Linked DNA regions of Mus musculus: region 1 is linked to region 2. Evidence: chromatin contacts called from public Hi-C data. All regions are on one chromosome and are shown on one strand. Each heading gives the region's core, a stretch centred on a gene start, on an enhancer-like site or on the middle of the called end of the contact. The rest is flanking DNA. Distances are from core to core; before and after follow the strand shown. Region 1 overlaps Magi2 (membrane associated guanylate kinase, WW and PDZ domain containing 2). Region 2 holds the start of Magi2 (membrane associated guanylate kinase, WW and PDZ domain containing 2).

The links. A called contact is a pair of places that touch in the nucleus more often than the background predicts.
Region 1: a contact with region 2 is called in a Hi-C map of cerebellar granule neurons, with 1.7 times the contacts expected there. The contact joins the enhancer-like site here to the promoter of Magi2 in region 2. A contact is called at or near these places in 3 of 484 Hi-C or Micro-C datasets (cerebellar granule neurons, embryonic stem cells and rod photoreceptor), 2 of 115 datasets of contacts at active chromatin or transcription factors (both in embryonic stem cells) and 2 of 9 other capture datasets (adipose tissue and liver).

What each region holds. Positions count from the first base shown.
Region 1 is chr5:19,269,492-19,273,038 of GRCm38.p6, reverse strand. All of the region lies in intron 1 of Magi2 (membrane associated guanylate kinase, WW and PDZ domain containing 2), which reads right to left. Among named protein-coding and RNA genes, the nearest start is that of Magi2, 44 kb to the right of the region's middle. Within about 2 kb of position 1,393, at least 2 of the 459 cell types and tissues checked have an H3K27ac peak or open chromatin away from gene starts, as enhancers often do. A contact at or near this core is called in cerebellar granule neurons, where this site is marked.
Region 2 is chr5:19,225,348-19,228,541 of GRCm38.p6, reverse strand. It overlaps Magi2 (membrane associated guanylate kinase, WW and PDZ domain containing 2), which reads right to left and starts at 1,496. Exons shown (of 23, transcript NM_001170746.1): 1 at 953-1,496. The coding sequence starts at 1,253. 4921504A21Rik (RIKEN cDNA 4921504A21 gene) reads left to right here and starts at 1,987. Exons shown (of 3, transcript NR_102342.1): 1 at 1,987-2,401.

The sequences.
Region 1 (3,547 bases), core at 144-2,643, 45 kb before region 2:
AAAGATTTTTATTATTTAATAAAATTCTGTTTGATATATATTAGATAGTCCCACATACAAAAGATTCAAACAAACAACAAACACAAAACCACTTTGAGTAGATCCCAAATCACAATTATAAAAGAATGGCAAATAAATAATTAAAATAAAGTGTAGGTGTTTGGGAGGTATCACTTGTTATTCAAAGGAAATGAAAGCAATGGTTTTTAGTTGTGTTAACATTCCCAGAACAAAGCAATGCTTATTGTGTATAGAGGAATGTATATTGATTCTCTATAGATTTTTTAATGATTTCTGATGATTTGATTTGATCATATTTAGTGTTTATTTCAATCATAATGTATTAACACATTACTAAAGGAGAAAACCTGGGCATGATAAGTTATAGGAGTTGTAACGTCCAAATCATATATTTTAATTATCTTTGAATATAGGCTGTGTTTATAAAGTTAAAGATAATTAAAGAGAGAGAAAATCAGAATGCAGAAAAGGCTCTGATGGCCATCTAGAAACATCTTACATGTATGTTCATATTAAGAATGCTGGACCAAAATACCATGATGTTGTCAGTGTTTATTTCCTAGTGCATAAGCAACAGGGTTCCAAGGAAGAGAAACACCTGATCAGCAGTTGGCATGGCTTGTCTTAGTAGGTTATGGTTTCCTCCATCAAATGTGCTTGTATACTTAGTGGAAGGTTTTTCAAGCATCGACAATGAGATTATTACGTAGTTACAAAGATGAATACAACCAGAAACAATCACAGGAAGCAATGAAGTCAGATGCAGTGACTCAAGTTTCACCACTATAATTCCTGGGTGCAGCCTTTAGCAGACACACGAAATCATACATGTACAGATGACATAAAAATAGAAGGAAAATGGGCTGGTGCTCAAGAGGGCAAGGTAAGAACAGTGGCTAAGGAGGCATATACTCAAAGTCCATTAGATACTTGTATGAAGATGGCCCCATGTGGTAATAAAAGAAACAACTATTTGTCTAGTTTTCCATACAGCAAAAATAGAAACCTTATTTTAGTGCATTAGAAATAATGGACATACTGCTTTGAATCTGGCAATGGCTTCAGTTTATACAAATTTGTTTTTATCTAAAGGTTATAGCTGTATAGCTAGGATCAGTAATGCAAACGAGCTATTACTCATAATTAGTGGTAAATATGCTAATATTCACTACAGATTTAGCTCCTGGCCATACATGCCTGAGGCAAGGCTAGGAGAAAGATGTGGCCCTCATTCTTTGCCTTAGAAGAACCTACATCAGACATACTTATGAAAAATATTCCAGTAGGGAACCCTCAGGAGACATACACTGACTCAAATTCACTTTCCATGCAGCCAGTGATAATAACAGCTTTCCCCACGAGGTCTCTCAGCTCTGCTGTAAGCTACCTTTTAATGGCTGCTAAAGAATCCTTTGTTCTTATTCTCCAAACCTGTACATTAGGCTAGATTACACAACAAAAGAGAATTAATGCCATTAATCACCTGATTTTAAGAAGAATTTAGTCTAAATATGACAGGTGGGTTTGATATAATCAAAAGAAATCTTAAACTTTAAGAGGGAAATTCAAAACAGCAGAGAGGTGGTAGTGTAGAAGATATTTAGCTTCATGTTGCTGGCATTGATGGTGGAACTATGAGCCAAGAAAATTATTTGGCTCTAGAATTTGGAAGACAAGGACATGGCAGTCTCTTCTAGAATTTTTACTAAAGACAGCTCTACCAATACATTGATGCTAGACCTCTAAGATGCATTTTGCACATCTGATTTATAGAACTGGGAAATAAATGTTCTTGTGTGTTATTACTAAATTTGCAGTGATTTGTTACAAAACCAGTAGGAAACCAACAAAACCACCCTTAAACCAACTCAGCAGTAAGCAAAGGAAAAGTCTCTCTTTCTCAAGTAAACAATAGCACCATGATTGAAGGTTTCCTTTTTCACAACCATTTCTAGCTTTTCTATTGAGAATATACAGTGTATAAACATTATTTGATCTGAAATAAAAACCTGACTATAATATTATATACTATAATATTACATATATTGGTATATAATCACTTAATTAATCATGGTTATGCAAATTAAATACACATATGAAGATTTATCTTTCAAGAAGTAAATATTTTAATTATTTCATTCTGGAAAGCAGACATTTATTTCTCAAGCTGCAAATCAATATACTTGGAAAATATCACTTGACAAAAAGCCCACTCATTCCACAAATTTACTCTTATTTTTTCTAAAATACTGGAATAGTAACAGTTAAAAGAAAATATAATATTTTGATCACCATATTTCCCTTAAATATATACTGGTAAGAAAATTACTACCCTGAGGTGATGTACAATATTATTTTTAAGGTTTATAAGGAGCTGTTTCACTTAAATGTATTTCTACAATAATTTCCTAGGAGTATGTAAGAAAGAGTGTATCCTATGAATATAAAATAGGAGACAGGGAGCGGTATAGAGGGAGGGAACAAGGGGGAGAGAAGGAAAGTTGAAATGAGAAGAAAGAGGAGTAGAAAGGTGAAGAGAGGGAGGGGAGGGGAGGAAAGGAGGGAGAGAAAAGGGGAACAGAGAAAAGGAGGGGGAAAGAAGGGATGGGGAAGGGGGGAGCATATATGTGTAAGTCTGTAGTGGTGTTCCAAATGCATAGAGCCAGTACTTGATTTGCTTTTTGCTCTTATGTTGTACTAGTCTCCTTGTGTGAGGAGCCAAGGCAGAGCAATCCCCACATGTGGCTGTTCAAAGGCATCATTGTCAAGGCACAAGCTCATCTCTTTAGTCTGACCTTGTTTTTAGATTATTATTCCTCTTTTGATCATTGTCCCGTTCCATACTCTTTATCTCATAGACATAAGACGGGTAGTTGAGTCAGGAGATGTTGCTCAAGTTTGGGATTATTTGAGTAAATCATTTAATAATGAGCAGACATACCCCTACTTCTTTCCAACTTCTTCATTTGTGTTTTCAAGACAATGGTTTTAGTGATTTCTGGAGCTTGTTGGAATGAGTGACTCTGGGCTTCTAAGGATTCTGAGCTCTGAAGCTCTCTGGCTTTACCCTTAATGTTTCTGGTTCTTACATGAGAATCTTATGCCATTGCTTCTGCATTTATGCTTTCAGTTTATGAGATGCTTCTACAAGGAAGAAGAAGTCTATGAATCAATCAAGGGCTAGTAAAAATATATGACAACACTGATATTTTAAGGGGGAGGGTCTTTTATAGCCAGCACTTGGAAGCCAAGTATAGTCCAGCTTGTTGTTTGGACCTTGTTTCAGCTTGGCATACAGGTCAAATTTCATATGCATAACTTGAACTCCTTCAGCAAATGAATTTATGTAAGAATGGAGAGACTTACAAAAGTCATTTAAAGGCAGTTTAGATGTTACATGCATCCTTGAGTCGAGTTAGACATTAATGTTCATTTTCTTACAAAAAAGTAAAATTTCAAGGAATTGTGATTTTCTGTTCTGTCATCTAGACTACAGGAGTGATTTTTCTCACTGTTGAGTGTGATG
Region 2 (3,194 bases), core at 247-2,746:
AGCCTAGAAGAGACTTGACAGAAGCCAAGTTAGAACACAGGGAGCCTGGGCTGTTGACCAGCTTGCATCTCCATCCACCTCTATGCCACAAACACGCCCCCATGTCTGGAGCTAGAGGAGAGTCCAACCACAGAGAAATCCTAGTCAATAAGAAAATTCCAGTCAATGAAGAATACTTAGGGGAACCCTTGTAATGCCGCAGTCTGCCTCCCCTTCCACATTAGAAAGCTCTCCCAGCTCCCCGCTTCTTAATCTCTGCCCCTCCTCCTGCCTGCTGGCCAGGGGCGATCTCTAGGGTTAGTCAGTCTGCACGTGACTCACGGTGCCCACATGACATGACCATGGGCGGGGGAGAAAGACCGAGGAGTGAAGCAGGGAAAAAGTTACTGAACACTACCGGTCAAAGCGTCCAAACCAATTTGTCCCTTTCCTTCCTCTCCCGTCAGTGATCCCTAGGGAACCGCTACGGACCAAGGTGTCTCCAGACTAGTTTTGGATATCCTGCAAGGGGTCTCCACTTGCCCCAATATTCAGAGCTTCTCCCATTCTCTCTAGCGACAGCTCTGCACCTCAAGTTGCTCCATCTTCCTTTCTTCCTCCTCCCTTGCTTTCCTCCTTCCCCGAAAGCTCTGTGTCCACTGTGGACATGCCATTGGCGCACATTCTATTTGGCCTAAAGCTCAGAGGAGGTCAGACAAGGCCAAGCATCTTCCAAAGGGGAGGGTCCAACTGGGCAAACTAAGTTGCCTGCTACAGTACCACCTGGCTTAGCCGGCCAGCCAGCCCCCCAGTCCCGGTCCCCCTAATGCTCCGAACACAGTTACCGTGCTCTCTGGACCCCACCCCGCGGTGGCGCAGCATACACCCATCCAACACCCGCGCCCACCCTGTTAATGCCATCCCCACGCCGGGGTCCCACCGCCAGGCAGAGCACCGAACAAGCTGCGCTCACCTTGCTTGACACACTTGAGCCGGAGGGGGTCCTTGCAGTGTTTGATCACGGCCAGAACGTCCCTGATGGTGAGCCCCGCCACGGGGGTCTCGTTCACCTCCAGCAGCAGCTCCTCGGACACCAACTTGCTGCCGCTTTCATAGGCCACCTTGCCCGGCTTCACCTCCCCCAGGTAGGGGAACTGTCCGTTTTCCGCGCCCCCCTTCAGTTCAAAGCCCAGCTGGCCCTCCGGGTTCCTGCCAATGACACTCTCGTGGACTTTGCTAGTCCAGTGGCTTTTCTTTTTCAAGCTTTTGGACATGGCAGTAGGGTGAGTCGCCTCAGTTCCAGAGGGTCCTTTGGGAAGGAGGGTCTGGGAGTCAAAATCGGGATGGAGGAGCAAGGGGGCCAAGGGAAGAGGGTGGCAGACTTTGCCTTTCTCTCCCTCTGCTCCGCGCTTTCCCTCTTCTTTGGATGGAGTGTGGCGGAGGAAGGGGGAGGATGAGAGGGACGGCTGGGCAGAGGTAGGAGAGCTTGGGTGAGGTTGTGCTGTCCCTTGAATGACACTCAAGGCTTTGGCCCCGCAGCGGAGGAAGCTGTGGTGGCGTTGGCGGCGTTAGCGGCGGTGGCGGCGGCCGAGCCAGCGCGAGCAGTGGCCGAGCTGGTGAGCGGGTGGCGTGGGGGTGGGGAGGAGGGTAGGGATGCCGGGGGCCACTCCTGCGTGCTGCGAGTGGGGAGCGCGCGCGCGCTCGCCGGCCTCTGTGTTGTTAGCCGATATCCATGGCAGCTGCAGTGGCAGCGGTAGGGAGCGCGTGTGTGTGCGCGTGTGCGCGTGTGTGCCTGTGTACTAGTTGTACTGTACTGGCAGGATGCAAGCGGGCGGCGGGGAGGGGGGAGCGTTGGGGGATGCGAGCCGAGGGAGGAGGCGCGCGCACCGAGTGGAGCGCCAGGGAGGGCTTCGCCGCCGTCTCCCTCCCTCCGCGGCTTGACCCGGTAGTGAAGGCGCTGGGAGAGGCAGGCCCCGGGCCGCCCTGCAGCCTGCGGGAGGAGGCGGGAGCCGGGAAGGAGGGGAGCGGAGGCCCGACATGGGCAGGCCGGTGAAGAGAGCCGGGATCCCTGGGTGGACCTGTCTTCAGCTTCCCTGTGAGCCGGGCTGCTAGCCTGCAGGACGCCCCGACTTGCCCACACCCCAACACTGGACAAAGCAGAAATCCGGGGAACCCGATGCCGAGCCTGGTGGCCCATCTACAGCACAGTCTTCTGGGGCTCCATCCTGCCACAAGGAAGCTGGAGTTCGGGGTCCCAGCATGGAACTGCAGAGGGCCTGGCAGGCGGAGCCCGTGGAGAGACTTCACTATTGGCTCGCTCCACTTTTTACAGTCTTTCATTCCTCGCAAAGTTCTCAGAAGTGCCCCTCCGATAGAGGAAAGTTAGAGGAAGGAGTCTGGTCGTCCTGGATGCAAGAATAAGGTGAAATAACATCTGCAGAGCAGGGCCATGTGTCCTCTTGGAAGAAACTGAAGAGGATTGAGTGGAGACAGGATAGAGGAGGGCACCTGCCCTAGTTGAAGAGTGGAGAGGGGCGGTGGGGTAGGTGTTAGGGAGATAAATGGAGTAAGAGCCTAGACATATAAATGGTGAGTGTAACCTGGACAGGAGTCAAGTTTTAGGTTAATCAGACAAACAAGTCTGCTACAGGAAAGAAAAGAAGGCTCTTGGTGGAGCGCTGTACCCCCATCTAGCTCCTTCCCCTTCTCCAAATTTAGAGCCAGGTGGAAAGCTAAGCAGGACACAGGGGGCTGAGGGCTGCTGACTTCTCCAGTCAAACCCTGAGTGGTGCTTTTTGAGTTTCCGTAGCTTACATTCCATTTGCTTAACTTTGAAATAATATGTTTCAGGCAAAAAGAAAAAAAAAAAAAGGAACCACTCACCCACTCATCTTTGTAAATCAGAGTATGGGAAGGAATTATCAGCAGTTAAGAGCTTTGATGTCTGGGATGTAGTGTGGGAGGAAAGCAAGGCGGTTCAAAAGGCTTAGCTGACCCAGACAGAAAAGAGGGGGTGTGTATCCTGGCTCTGGGGCTTTTCAGGAGTGCCACGTTTAGCAGGCTGTTCCACCTTTCTCTGGTTGTTTCCTTTTAAATAGGGGTAACAGTACTAGTGGGGCCTGGTGCACTGAGAAGACAGACAGGCAAGGCAGGGAAGGGACTGCCCCATACAGGTTTGTTGGCTTTGAACAGTAGGTTCTTCCTCTTCAGCCCCA